Regions from separate parts of the Sus scrofa genome. Here region 1 is linked to region 2. A link is a contact called in public HiChIP or PLAC-seq data. All regions are on one chromosome and are shown on one strand. The core of a region is the stretch at or near the end of the contact, and the rest is flanking DNA. Distances in the headings are between cores, read along the strand shown.

The links. HiChIP or PLAC-seq counts read pairs in DNA pulled down with a chosen protein or histone mark.
Region 1: a contact with region 2 is called in an H3K27ac HiChIP or PLAC-seq map of alveolar macrophages. The contact joins two enhancer-like sites. A contact is called at or near these places in 1 of 47 Hi-C or Micro-C datasets (embryonic fibroblasts) and 1 of 2 datasets of contacts at active chromatin or transcription factors (alveolar macrophages).

The regions. Positions count from the first base shown.
Region 1 is chr5:93,167,919-93,174,688 of Sscrofa11.1, forward strand. POC1B (POC1 centriolar protein homolog B) reads left to right here. Exons shown (of 12, transcript XM_021092774.1): 5 at 6,346-6,453; 6 at 6,575-6,690. Among named protein-coding and RNA genes, the nearest start is that of GALNT4, 38 kb to the left of the region's middle. Within about 2 kb of position 4,518, at least 18 of the 83 cell types and tissues checked have an H3K27ac peak or open chromatin away from gene starts, as enhancers often do. A contact at or near this core is called in alveolar macrophages, where this site is marked.
Region 2 is chr5:92,948,220-92,955,423 of Sscrofa11.1, forward strand. All of the region lies in intron 1 of ATP2B1 (ATPase plasma membrane Ca2+ transporting 1), which reads left to right. Among named protein-coding and RNA genes, the nearest start is that of ATP2B1, 15 kb to the left of the region's middle. Within about 2 kb of position 2,597, at least 2 of the 83 cell types and tissues checked have an H3K27ac peak or open chromatin away from gene starts, as enhancers often do. A contact at or near this core is called in alveolar macrophages, where this site is marked.

The DNA.
Region 1 (6,770 bases), core at 3,268-5,767, 220 kb after region 2:
TTTTTCTAAAATTTAAAATTTTTATAATCCCATATTTTAAAATATAATGTATATTGTGGGATAACTTGTCTTTCTTTCTTTCTTTTTTTTTTCTTTTTTGTCTTTTTGCCTTTTCTAGGGCCGCACTCGTGGCATGTGGAGGTTCCCAGGCTAGGGGTAGAATCAGAGCTATAGCCACCAGCCTACACCAGAGCCACAGCAACACAGGATCGGAGCCGAGTCTGCGACCTACACCACAGCTCATGGCAACGCAGGATCCTTAACCCACTGAGCAAGGCCAGGGATGGAACCCACAACCTCATGGTTCCTAGTTGACCACTGAGCCACGACGGGAACTCCAACTTGTGTTTCTTTATGGTGACCTCATCAAAAATAAGTAGAGCCTTGGGAGTTCCCTTGTGGTGCAGCAGGTTAAGGATCTGATATTGTCACTGCAGCTGCTCAGGTCATGTGTTTGATGCCTGGCTCAGGAACTTCCACATGCTGAGGGTGCAGCAAAATAAACAAATAAATAAATAATAAGTAGGGGCTAATGAGACAACTTTTCCATATTATGATTTTTTAGCATTAATTTTTAGGGGGAAAATCTGACCTTAATTTTCAGTTTTTGTTAGTACTGCAAGTGCTCTTAGATCATCTAAATTGCAGAGATTTTTCTTTATTGTTGTCAATTTGCCACTTAGCCACTCTCAAGCACATAATTCGATGGCATTAGGTGTGTTCATGTTGTGCAAAAACTGCAAAGATTTTAAACATCAGTTTTTATTGGCTATAATATTAAATTAGTTTCAATTCCCTCGAACGTTTTTTCAATTGCCCTACGTATTTACTAAACACCTACTCCATACCATGTATTGTGTCGGGGGGCTGCCACAGTGAAGGAGGCACGCGTGGTTTCTCCCTCTGTGGAGCTTACATTCTCTCAGGGAAGTGGACAGAATGCTCGTGTGATCGTGAGCTACTCCAGGACACACACTGGGGAGCAAAACTTCTGGAAGAGAAGTTCAGGAAGGGATCCTGAGCAGAGACCTGAAGGGTGAGTGAAGGCCTCTTCGGTATTTTCAACTAGGCAAAGAGTAGAGAACAGCGTTTTCAGCACAGGGACCCGCATGTGAGGGAACCCCTGAGGCAAGGGGAGGGCCTTGGTATCGGGAGAGCTAAGGTGCTACGATGAGGAGAGACAGGATTTAGATCCCAGAGGCCCTGGGAAGCAGTCGTGTGAGGATGTCACTTTTTCTCAAGGGAAATGTCACACCACTGAAGGGTTTTAATCAGAAAAACCCATTATTTAAGATTTAAAAATCACTTTCACTGATTCTGGGGAATGGACTGCCAGCAAGGCTTCGTGTGGTTTGAAGAGACAAGACCTGATAAAGGATTGGAGTGTGGCGGCCGGTGGCGGAGAAAGGAATCCAGCTCGACTTTTAGGTTTCTGGCTTGAGAAAAGAAGCACTGGGGAAGGAAAGGTTTGGGGACGGAGGTGACGAGTTCAGATTTGGACAAAGTCCTAAGTGCCTGCAGGATATCCTTGGCAGACAGTTGTGCTTATGGGTGGAGATGCCACGAGAGGAGTCCGGGCATGTCGATGCTAAGGACCCAGCAATAATTAGCATGTTTCAGGGCATACTTAGCCCTTTTTATCTCTCATCTGCCTTTTGTCTCTCTGCAGTTATAGGAATGACTCCTGTTACTGCAATCGTCACATGATTTCTCGTCTAACAGCTGACCAACACTGTAAAAAACATAAAGGTTTTGCTTACTGCCTTCAACTCTACTTTTAGTATGTAAACCCCACATCCCATCAATGCAAACTCTGAAATTGCCAATTTTTTTTTTTTTTTAATGAATCTCTGAGAGTTTTAGGCCTGAATGCAAACCAAACCGTCTCATTATCCAAACAGAAGATGGTGGCCGGAATGGTTATGACTTTTAGAAGGTTACACAGTCAGACACTTGCAAAGTTGGCCTTAGAATCGGGACTCTTAACTGACTGGGAAGCTTTATTTCACTGCTTTTTACTGCTTCTGCCTCCTATTGAATAGCTGCTGGCTTCAGAGTAGCTCTTACCAATGATTTGTGTCTTAGGGGACATAGAACAGTGCCTACGCTGGTCTCAGAGCCTTGAGGGCCAGAAATATATGGGTGTTTTTTCAATCTTTTTGAGAATATTTTTCTTTCTAAATTTCCTTTATTCTTTTTTTTCTTTTTTCTTTGTTTGTTTTATTCTTTTTAGGGCTGCCATGTGCAGCATATGGAAGTTCCCAGGCTAGGGGTCAAATTGGAGCTGCAGGTGCCAGCCTACGCCACAGTCACAGTAACACAGGATCTGAGCCGCATCTGGTACTCAGACTGCAGCTCATGGCAATGCCAGATCCTTTAACCCACTGCACAAGGCCAGCGATGGAACCCACATCCTCATGGATACTAGTCAGGTTCATTACTGCTGAGCCGCAACAGGAACTCCTCCTTCATTCTTTCCTTCTCTCCTACTATTCCCTGTCTATCCTCACTTTGTTTTTTTTTGTTTGTTTGTTTGTTTTGTTTTTTCTTGTTTTCTTATCCTCCACACAGTCCGAACTGCTGGGTGTGGCTGAAATTGGATGCTAAATCGATATCCTTCAGCCCTTGTAGTGCAGGTTGGTTTTCAGGGACCATATCTAATTCCTCAGTGTGGCATGTCTAACTCCCAAAGTGGATCTCTGTTCCTTCTGCCTGGAGGGCTGACGGTTGAGTCCCAAACTCGTCTCAGATGGCTTAGCCCTGCCTCCATGCAGCTAAGGGTCTGGCTAGGGTGGGGGTTGTGTGTCCTTGTGTTTTGTTTCCCCCCAGCTTTATTGAGATGTGAATGACACATAAACTTGTATAAGTGTAAAGTGTACAATGTGGTGATATATTGTGTTTCTAATATTTAGTCTAATATCCGATAAGAAATAGCTAAATGAAAATTTTGATTTCTTTTGAAAGCTCTTTAAAATTTCTCAGGGTTCATGGACCTGTTTGTCTCACTATGAACAAATAACTCAATGACTGTACTTATGGAAATATAATTTTTTTTTCCTTTTTTGGGCCACACCCACGGCATATGGAATTTCCCAGGCTAGGGGTCGAATCGGAGCTGCAGCTGCTGGCCTATGCCACAGCCACAGGACCGTGGGATCCTAGCCTCGTCTGCAGCCTACACTGCAGCTCATGGCAATGCCTGATCCTTAACACACTGAACAAGGCCAGGGGTCGAACCTGTGTCCTTATGGATACTACTCAGGTTTGTTACCACTGAGCCACAAGGGGAACTCCAGGTATAATTTTATATATTGTTTCAGGAACTCCATAGAGTCAAAGTTAAAGAACTCCTATTATATAACTTGGGCTACTCTCAAGATACGTGAACCAGTTTTTCTAGAAAAAAAGTTCAAGAATTTCCTCATCTTCTCCAAATAGTTCCAATACATTTTAAGAGATTGAACAGTAAGTCGTGCAGTTAACTTCTCAACGCCTTACAGAAAGTCCGTGTCTCCTGATCCATTAGTCACTTTGACTAATGTAATATCCACCTTGGCGACACACTCACTGGGCTTTTCAAAAGGTGGTTGGGTGGTAGTGAATTAGAGAGTTAGAGATTTATTAACGTCACAATAGAAATTTTATATCCTCTTACTCTTCTTAAAATTAATAATCCCGTTAGATGTCGTTTGAGTCTTTTTCTGATCCCAGTCTGGCCAGAGAGCCTGTTGTATTGGTGCTCACCTGTTTCTGATACGTCTCATTCAAAAGAAGAGGGAGGAAAAGGTACAAACCACCATCCTCGCTTTTAACCCTGGCAAAGGCTTGCAGCGTGTATGCAGGGATTGCCATACCGTGCCCAGCGAGGGCGGGGGGCTTGGCCCCGAGCCGCGCTCTGGTCCTGCAGAGCTGGCACCGGCTTCTTTCCTCCCAGGCAGCTCCTCCGCTCCCCACTCCTCGGAAGCTGACACTCCCTTCATGTCTGTGGCGCTGGGGAGATTTCTCCCAGGCTGCAGCCCTTCCCACTCGGGAAGAACTTTCATCTGGTCAGGACACGGTCTTTTCACTGTTCACACGTTTCTTTCAGATCCTTTTTCTTTCAAATCCTGTTTCTGGCAACAAGTTGGCACCTTTTTTTTTTCTTTTTTCCCCAAACTCTTTTTGTTATCCTTATCTAAAGTTATATTACTTGTGCCCTCCCCCCTCAGGGAGGGTATCTGTCTCATGCATCTTAATATCCCTTATGTGCCAGGACAGTGCCCAGTGCCTGGTTCTGGCAGGTGCTCAGTCAATATTTGAGTGAGTCAGTGAATGTGTCTTCTCCCCATAAACTCCTCCAGGACGCTGGTGGGGTAGGGCAGCACACACACACACACACACACACACACACACACACACACACAGATTTTTATTGGAAGTTAGTCTAGCGGTTAGCCTGTCAGGCAGAGCCCAGTCACATAGCCGCCTAAGAGCCTTGCCCTGTGGTTTCCCTCCACTTTAGAACTTTCTGTGGTTACACAGAAGCCACACAGAGCTTCCTGTGCTCTACTTTGCCAGCAGAAGAAACTTTCCTTTCTGTCAGAGACTGCAGCAGAGTGGCTGAGAGGTGCTGGTTGCGTGACTGGCAGTATGAGCCCTGGTTTCTTCCTCTGTTCACGGAGGCTAGCAAGAGCCCTTGTTCTGTAGGGTGATTCTGAGGATTGAATGTAACGTGTTAAGAACCCTTCTGGGACATAGATGCTCCGTAAATGTTGGCAGGGTAACGGTGGTGGTGGTGGTGGCGATAGTTGGCCAGTATTGTCATAGGGTGGGTATATTTATACTTGGTTTTTAATCTGATCATTCCACTTGATTGCATTTTCATCATTGCTTTAAAATGTAAGACTCAAGGCATGTTTTAGAACTGTTCTCTGTTAGCTGTTCACATTAAGTAATTTTTTAAAAGACAGTTTAATAAGAAACAATTTGATTTCTTGCCTTAGTTGTTTGCAATTATCATGCAAAGTTTGTTTTCATGGGGATACTGAAGAGGTTTTTCTTCCCTAGGGTCTGTACAAAATAAATTTCATCTGTTTGGAGCATTTCTCTAATCCTGTCTTTCATATTTGAATCTTCCTCACATATTCTAAAGGAAAAGATCAATAATATGTTATGTTATTATAAAATCAAGCTGAACAGTTAGCCAGTGTACAGGATTTCCTTGCAAGGTTATTTTCTTCAATTTTTAAAGACTATTGCACACAGACCTTAATTATCCTTCCACGTCCCTTTTTAAATACAGTGAATTCATAAATTCCAGATTGAAAGTTTTTGTTAGGAATAATTATTTTTAGGCCAGCCTTAAGATCAGGGCGTTCGGGAGGGGACCGTGAGAGAGAACAAAAAGAAAAACCTTCAATTATAATCCACACCCTTAGCAGATGACTTTATAGTAATCTGGGCCTAGAGGGAAGCTACAAATACAACTGAAGCATAATCAGTCTGTGACCTAAATCTGTCTTTTTAATTTTTTTGTTGTTATTGCTAAAATATTAGTAGCCAACATGCGCTTCATAGTTCCCTAATAGACCAAAATTTTTCATTTTCTCTTTGGTCTTCTGCTCTTCTGTCTCTATTCTAAAAAAGCCCTTAAGGGGAGAAAGAACCTTGGAAAGGATCCTAAAGGGAGCGAGGGCATGAAAGCAGTAGGCAAGATGCCTGGGAGTTTTCTCATATGTTTTTTAATGGGGCACGTGGATAATAGGTGTGTCCGTGAAGAAACTTCAATTCTGTATAAATGAGTTGTCCTATTTTCAGTCCATCGGAGCTCTCTGGCCTCCCCAAGTCCAGGAAGTTACAGGCTTAGGGAGTTGGTTCTTTTGTTGATGATATCATTTAATTTTAATTCTCAGCACACCAGTCCTTTTCTTAGAAAAAGCGTTTCTGCAGGATGAATAATAAAGGCTTTCTTAGGTCACATGGGTAAGACCGGAAAATGACAGAAGTAGAAGAAAGAAAGAAAGGAAAGAAAGAGTACCTTTAAAAAAACAAGGTGACTTGGCTTGAAAGCTGTGCAGACCTAGGACAGATAGCATACGACTAAATTATTTAAATAAAAGGTTAAAAGAAACTTGGTTAGTCTAGAAAATGTATTTTGATCCTTTTCATGGTCTGTCAGCATCATTGGTTGTGCTTATTTTTAGTTGGAAAGATGTTGGTAACAGAATATGACTTCGCCGCATAGTTTGGCAGCAGTGGTGAATGGTATTTAATATGTGCAGCCTGACTTTTACATAGTGATGGGGGTAGGGGGGATTGTGCTTGCTAGGAGCCTTCCACAAAAATTATCTTTTTTATGCTTTGCAGGTTTTCACCTGATGGAAGACTGATTGTGTCATGTAGTGAAGATAAAACTATTAAAATCTGGGATACCACAAATAAGCAGTGTGTTAATAACTTCTCAGATTTTGTAGGGTAAGTCTTCTCTCTTTTTGCCTTTATGGGGGTTCGTTTGCCAGTGAATTGTCACAATTCAAGTAAAGAAATGAGAGGGAAGAGAAATGGAAGCATGAGGTCATCTTACTCTTTCCTCTAGGTTTGCCAATTTTGTGGATTTTAACCCTAATGGTACGTGCATAGCCTCGGCAGGTTCTGATCATACCGTGAAAATCTGGGATATAAGAGTGAACAAACTACTCCAGCATTATCAAGGTAACATTGCCCACAACAAAATTCACTTGTCGAGTGGGCTTCTCGAGGAAGTTCTTACACCGACAGGCTACCTTCTCAGT
Region 2 (7,204 bases), core at 1,347-3,846:
TGTCCCCTGTCAGGTCTCGTGTCTGCGTGCAGTCTTGGGCGACTTAGACGCGGACTCATTATTACTTTGGATAGAAGAATCCGTTTTTACTAAAGCACAAGCGGGCTATGTGGACTTGACCGAAAGCTTGTTTAGGGAAGACAGTGCATTGAAGTCCACTGAAGTTCCTTGATTTCTCCCATTCGGATTCCTCCCTCCTTTATTATGAACAACAGTTCGTTGGCATCTTTGATTTCTTGCGTTTCCCCTGGGTTGTCCTTTCGTTACCGCCACTACTCCCCCCCTCAAAGAGCTCATAAAACCAGACGAAGACATTGTTTTTTCTCAAATAACTACATGTAGCCCATCCTCATTAAGAATTGGATAAATGATTTCTCCATTTCTTCGTCTGGCTACGTACATACTCTTAATGTTAGGGTTTAATTCCATGAGATGGTGACTCTTGAGAGACTTTTTAACATATTAAGTACCCTTTCGTAGGTGTGTCTTAACACTTTACCATATTTTAGAATTCCACACCCTGTAATTTCCTGCCTTCCCTTTGAAGAATTTGATTTGACAGGATGTCTTCCTCCTGCTCTTTCTTTGAAGGAAGAATTTCAGAGGGAGACAACAGTCATCTCTTAAGAGATGCTGAAATTCAGAAGAGAAAAAAAAAAAAAAAAAAAAATCTATGGTTCTTTTGTCAAGGTGCCATGACAAATAGGCCAGCTCTAAAATACACTAGTTACTTTGACTAAATAAAGGGAGTTTGTATGTGTGTATGTATGTATGTATTGCTTTTTTAAAAAGGGCCACCCCACAGCATATGGAAGTTCCAGACTAGGGATCCAATTGGAGCTGTAGCTGCTGACCTAAACCACAGCCACAGCAATGCTAGATGGGAGCCGTGTCTGTGACCTACACCTCAGCTCATGGCAAGGCCGGATCCCCGACGTATTGATCGAGGCCAGGGATCAAATCTGCATCCTCATGGATACTAGTCAGATTCATTTCCACTGTGCCACAAGGGGAACTTTAGAAATTTAAAAATATTGAGTATAATGAACACTTGTGTAGCTGCTTTCTACCTGCCGGGTACTGATTCAAGCAATTTACAAATATTAGCCTGTTGAAATGAGTGGGTTCTGTGGAATTTGGAGGAGAGAGATTCTCTACTGAAACAGATGAAAAGAGTTAAGAGTGGTTATAAAAGGGAATCCTGGAATACAGTGACTTAAGTGTAATGTTTCTACCAATTTAAAATGTAACAACACTAATTTTTGGAAAATACAGAACAATGTAAAAATGAAGCAAAATCACTACCTCTGAGAAATACCTAGCTTTAACATTTTGATTTACCTTTGACTTTAAAAAAAAATGTGTACACCTGTTAACATGCTTGAGATAATGTAGGTATTAATTGTGTGATTTTAAAAATCTTTGTCATTTGCTCATGTCGACAAATTTTTTTCATAAACATCCTTTTAGTGAGTGTGATACAGCATCTCATGACGATTCCCTTATTACTAGATGTTTAGGTTTTAAGTTTTTCTCATGTTAAGTAATCCTCCAGTGATTTTTTTTTTTTTGTAGGTGTTTATCTTCATTTACAATTGTTTCCTTTGTAATTACTGGGTTTAAAGGATTTTTGGTAGTTTATCTTCTGATTGATATTTTCTGCCAGCGTCATTCATGCGAGGCTGGTTAAGTATTGTCTTTTGCTGCTGCATGTACAGTTCATGACCCTCAACTTCTAGGGCTCTGCTTTACTTTCTCAAATTCTCCTAGCCCTTTTAAAAATTCATAATTTGTTGTTTTCATGTTGGACACCTCCATGAGCAGTAAAGTTGGAGAGGAGGCACTGTTAACCTTCTATCACTTGCATCTGGCACACTGCCTTTAGCCTGTGATGTTTTTGTAATGACTCTTGAATGAGCATCTTGCATCCAGTCTTGAGCCTGAGTCTACTGACAGTGGTGTCCAGGAAAATGGTTGTTCTTTCTTTCTTTAGAAACTGTAATATGCTTGCAGTTAGAATGTATCACAAGCTGCTGTTTCTTTTAACTTAAGCTGACTAATATGTTAGCTTAATCACACTATTGAAGATGAGAAATATTTTGTTATAACTTTGTGATGTAACATTTCTAAAACAGTTACACCAGCCCTGCTTGTAAAGGGTAATATAGACTTTACAAAGTGGAGTAGAATACTAAGAAGAAGCCCATCGAAATGGATGTTGCTTTAGTTGCAGTAGTATTTATTTCAAAATGCTGATAAAGCTTTTCTAGAATGCTTCTTACAGATTAAAACTTTTTTTAACAAAGGAGAAAATTCTACGGAAGTTTGACATTTTAAGTGCAAGTATAATCCAAAAAAGTAGAGGTTCTATATTTGTATATGAAATAAAACTTTAAAGTTTTAAGAAAGTGTAGCAGGCTCTGCCTTTGACATTGTATCTGACTTTTTTAATCATCAAGACTTTGGAAAATTTAAGATTATGGATAAATTCCTTTAAAAAGTATTTATGTGTTCAAGACAGTAGCCCCTGTGACCTGCTGAGAGATTGTTAAGCAGAACTTGCAGTCCATCTCACTTGCTGTGTCCAGTATTCCTTCTTGGTTTCCTTTTTTTGTGCGGTGATTCATCAGGTGCTGTGTGCTTCCAAAGAACCAGTGTTAAGTGTGTGCACATGTCCCCTTCCTAGTCTTTGATCGCTTCCTATAATGAATAGGGATGCGTTGTTTCCAGCTATTCTTTTACAAGAAAGAAAAGAAAGGCATTTTGGAGTATGCCTGTCAAACCCTCAAATCTCAGCAGTTTTGCCACCATTGTTTCCTGTTTTTAGAACTCTTGATGGTGAGCTCTTTCCTTGTGTCTCTATTTCTTTCCAAGGATTGTTTTTTATTTTTTTATTTTTTTTAAATTGCACTGAGCTCTGCTTATATTCCATATACAGCCAAGGTAGAGAGCCAGACTGTTAGTTCTGAGTTCCCTTGTAATCTTGGAGTTGCCTGTATTGCCTCCTTTCTTAATGTGCACTTATAGATTCAAATTGAATATTTCCTCAAGACGTGGCGGTCTTGGTGAAGGTCTTTGTGCTGAAAGGGGGAAAACTCCTCCTCTGAGGAGTTTCTTTGGCCCTGCCCCTCCAGTGTGTTCCATACTAGGTGGCCCCATATGGCAGATGCTGCAAGGAGTTGAAAGGAAGACATTTTAAGTGGTTTTTGGGGATCTTGAGAGATTATAGTTTAACCTAATGCTACAAATGTACACAAAGAGATTAGGGGCATTGAAAGTCACTAGATTATGGCGGTGAGGACTTTCAGATGACAGCTGCAGAAGTGGGATGTGACAGGGGAGGCAGAATAGGGTATTAGGGCAGAGTATGTAGTCGATTGAATGTAACTTTCTAACACTTAGTAGTTAGATAGCAACATATATGTATTTGACTATTCAAAGCTGCTGGGGTTTTTTTTCTCTTAATTACTTGGAAAAGTTAAAGAAGTAAAAGGATGGAGTGGCTTTGACATGCCTCTGATGTCAGAGTCAGTGAATAGTGGTCTTTTTGTCAAGGAATGCCGCTTAGTGGATTAAGCCCCACCTGAAATGCCCCCGAAAGGGAAAGGAATGGAAGAGGAAAGGGACCAGAAGAATGGGGAGAGGTGTGGGATAGTTTCTCTCCTAGCCTGAGGGCTGTTATTTTTCTAGCTTCCTCAACCGTGTAGAACAAGTAGAAAAGCAGGAAGCTGGCGGATAGGCCCTCTTGGAAGCCAGGAGTCCATGCATCAAATCTCTCGGCGACTCACCTCCACTTTAAGTGTTTACCTGGTGTGTTTACCAGTATTTTAAACTCATTTCTATAGCATTTGGATAACTGGTTTCTCAGCACACTGCAGACAAGAGCAGATTTGTAGAAATTGGGAAAGTTGTTCAAAGCAAGCCCAAATATTACCTTTTTTTAAAAGAAAATTGACAGTAAAAAACATTTTTAAAATAAAAAATAGAGAATCACAAACCTTAATAGCCACAGAAAAATTTGATTCAAAAACAGTAGCTCAGACAGTGCTTATCATGACTATAATCATAAAAAAAAAAAACAAAAAAAAAAAAAAAAAAAAAAAAAAAAAACAGTAGCTCTGCAGTGCTTTTTCTGACTTTTAAGTCATCTAAGTCATTTTGGCCATTTGATTAAGAATCAACACCATAACATGTTGCTTTTCATAATCTCTATTCTAGGATTTAACCTCCTTAACGCCTTTCCAACTGACCTGTAACTTTGAAACAGTAAAGTGTATATAGATTTTGTTTGCATTTCTTATTGGTTTAAAGTTACCTTTCTTCGATTTGTGTGTTGTGATTTTTTTTTTTTTTTTTTGTCTTTAATGTAATGGAAGTAATTACATTTGTGTTACTGCATAAAAAGGAAACACTGCCCTTTCTTAGTTATGAAAATTCTGTGGTTTTTCTGCAAGGTGGGAAATTCTGTTCCCTTTAATTGCTTTGCCTGCCATGTGACAAGCAATCTGTGCATAAACTAGCTTTTGGTTTCATTGTTACTTCTTAATTATGAACTTCTGAAAAATTTTAAACAAAAATTGGAGATTCACGTTCTCATCAACTCAACAAGGGTGGAATTTGCTATTTTGTGGGCTAAAAATGCTGAGAAGTGGAAAGAATGACTTCTGAAATATACCGCAGCCAGGGAAATATGGTATTTCTAAAATATTTATTACATTTATCTGTCAAGTTCATACTCCTAGATCAATGGCATTCTTCAAGGGCAAGGTCTAGATTGGTGGTTGTTTATATCCCCAGGAACTAGCAATAGTACCTGGCACATTATAGGTCTTTTTTAAAAAAAGGTAGTAATCTTCAGTGATTACTTGCTGGTTTAATTCTGTTTGACTTTTTCAAATTGTCTAAGGTAATTTAGTGGTACGTGGAAAGATTTTTGTGTAAAATATTTAAAATAGAAGTTTTTTGATAAGTTTCAACTTATGGCATATATTTCACAACCGGATTCTGCTGAATAAATAAGTGCTTTTGACATGAAGAGTTGGAGTATTATGCTGGTAACAGTCGCAGTCCACTGCTTTAGTTTAAGAAAATGGATTTGGCTTACTGGCTTTAATATGCGAGGTCATGAGGATAAAGAATCTGATTTTCTTTGATGGTTAGAAGAGGATTAATTGTGCCAGAAGCATGTTGCATGTAACCGTTGATATGATTTATTCTGTGGCAGCCCTCCAGCTAAGATGATGGCTTCTTTCTCTGGAGATAGAGAAAGGAGTCAGTTCACCTGCCCACGTGCTCACGAGCAGAGAAGGCCTGCGGACCCAGCTCTCTAACTCCGCAGTCTGCTGCTCTTTCTGCCATATGCTGTGAGCCTCTGACATGTTACCAGAAGTTTAAAGTAATGTCAAGGGCCACATTTTTTTTTTCTCTTTTCTTAGCATTGAGATGTTCTTGGATGGTTTTTGACATACTTGCCTGTTTACCTAGGGCTTGATGAAAACTGCAGGAGGCTAGAGATTTGGCTTATTTTGATAAACTCCAAATACAGACTGCAGAAAGACAATTTTAAATCTAGTTCCTAGAAGAGTGTGCCATACCTTTGAAGTGACAATGAAGACTTGATATTATCTTGATCTTGTTACCAGAAATATTGGGAAAATGGTAATTGTTGATGAAGTGTGGTATGTCTGATGCTCTCTGGGGAAAAAGCTAAGGTCTGTTGTAGAAAAGCATAACATTGGAGATTCAAGAAAGCATTTAAGTCAAAATTAGTAAGTGATAAATTGCAAATGGTAAAACACATGTTTATTAATTTTAAAAAAGCAGAATTCTGTTAAATTCATGCCACAAGATTGAAAACTCATTTGGGCTTAGGATATGACACTCTGAATTGATTGAGGAGCTTCTGTATTATGAAGTGTTATCTTTCATAGACACTTGCCTCTAGTAAACAAGTTCTGTGACACAATTTTTTATTGACCAATGTCTTTATAACATGTAGTATGTGAACCATCTACTTATTAATGAAATTTATCAACAAAATTATTCTTGATGACGTATTGTCCAAAAAATGATTTGCTGTCCTTAAGGATATTTTCTTTTAAAAGTACCCCAGGCTCTAAAGGAAATTTTGAAATAGCAGTGCTGGAAATGTTTTTAGCAATGATAGCCTAACTAGAATGAACTAAGGTAATTAATTCTTAGTGTAAAAATAGGTATTTTTAGGCTATATATTTTGATATGTCAGTTATTACTTTATAGTCATACTGCATAGTAAGTCATAGTAAGCAGCGTCTAGGACAGAGTCTAGATTTGTTAGATACTTAGTTACTAGAAAGAATGCAACTATCCAGAAAGTTCATAACTGGACTCTCTGTACATTTTATGTTTAAAGTATGAGTCCAGGAGTCAGTATGACTTTATTTCAGAAAGTGAATTCCAGGTTTGTCATGAAATTAGTATGAATTCAGTGCAGGCTCTTACAACTTCTGTATTTATACTATTCTACAATGGTATTTAATATTTAGCTTCTGTGTATAGAACACTAAGTGTACTCTGTGGATGGTGTAGGGTAGAAGATGAAGGTGAGGATACAAAAGAAGTATTTCCCCAGTTGGTTTATGATCTGTTGGGTAAGATGGATGAATGTAAGTTTTTATATAGCAAATTAAGAAGCCATATTGATGGTTTATATAAAATGCGGTGTGTATATATACCCAGTCTGGAATATGATTCCACTATTAAAAAGAGAAAGACATCTTGCAGTTTATGACAACATGCATGAACCTTGAGGGCATTATACTAACTAAGTGAAATAGGTCAGGCAGAGGAAGACAGATACTGTATGAACTCACTTATGTATGGAATCTAATGAACAAAATGAGCAGATACTGATTGGTGATGGCAGGAGTTCTGGTGGGAAGCAAATGGGTGAAAATGGTCAAAAGGTACACACTTCCAGTTATGAAATAAGTGAACTCTGGAGATGTCATGTATAGCATGGTGACTGTCGCTCATAATACTCTGTTGCGTAGTTGAAAGTTGCTCAGAGAGTAGGTCTTTAAACATTCTCATCACAAGAAAACAAATTGTAACTGTGTGTGGTGATGGGTATTAACTAGCCTCATAGTGGAGATTATTTTGCACTGTGTGCCAATATTGAATCATGTGTTTACACCTGAAACAAGTACAATGTATGTGTCAGTTA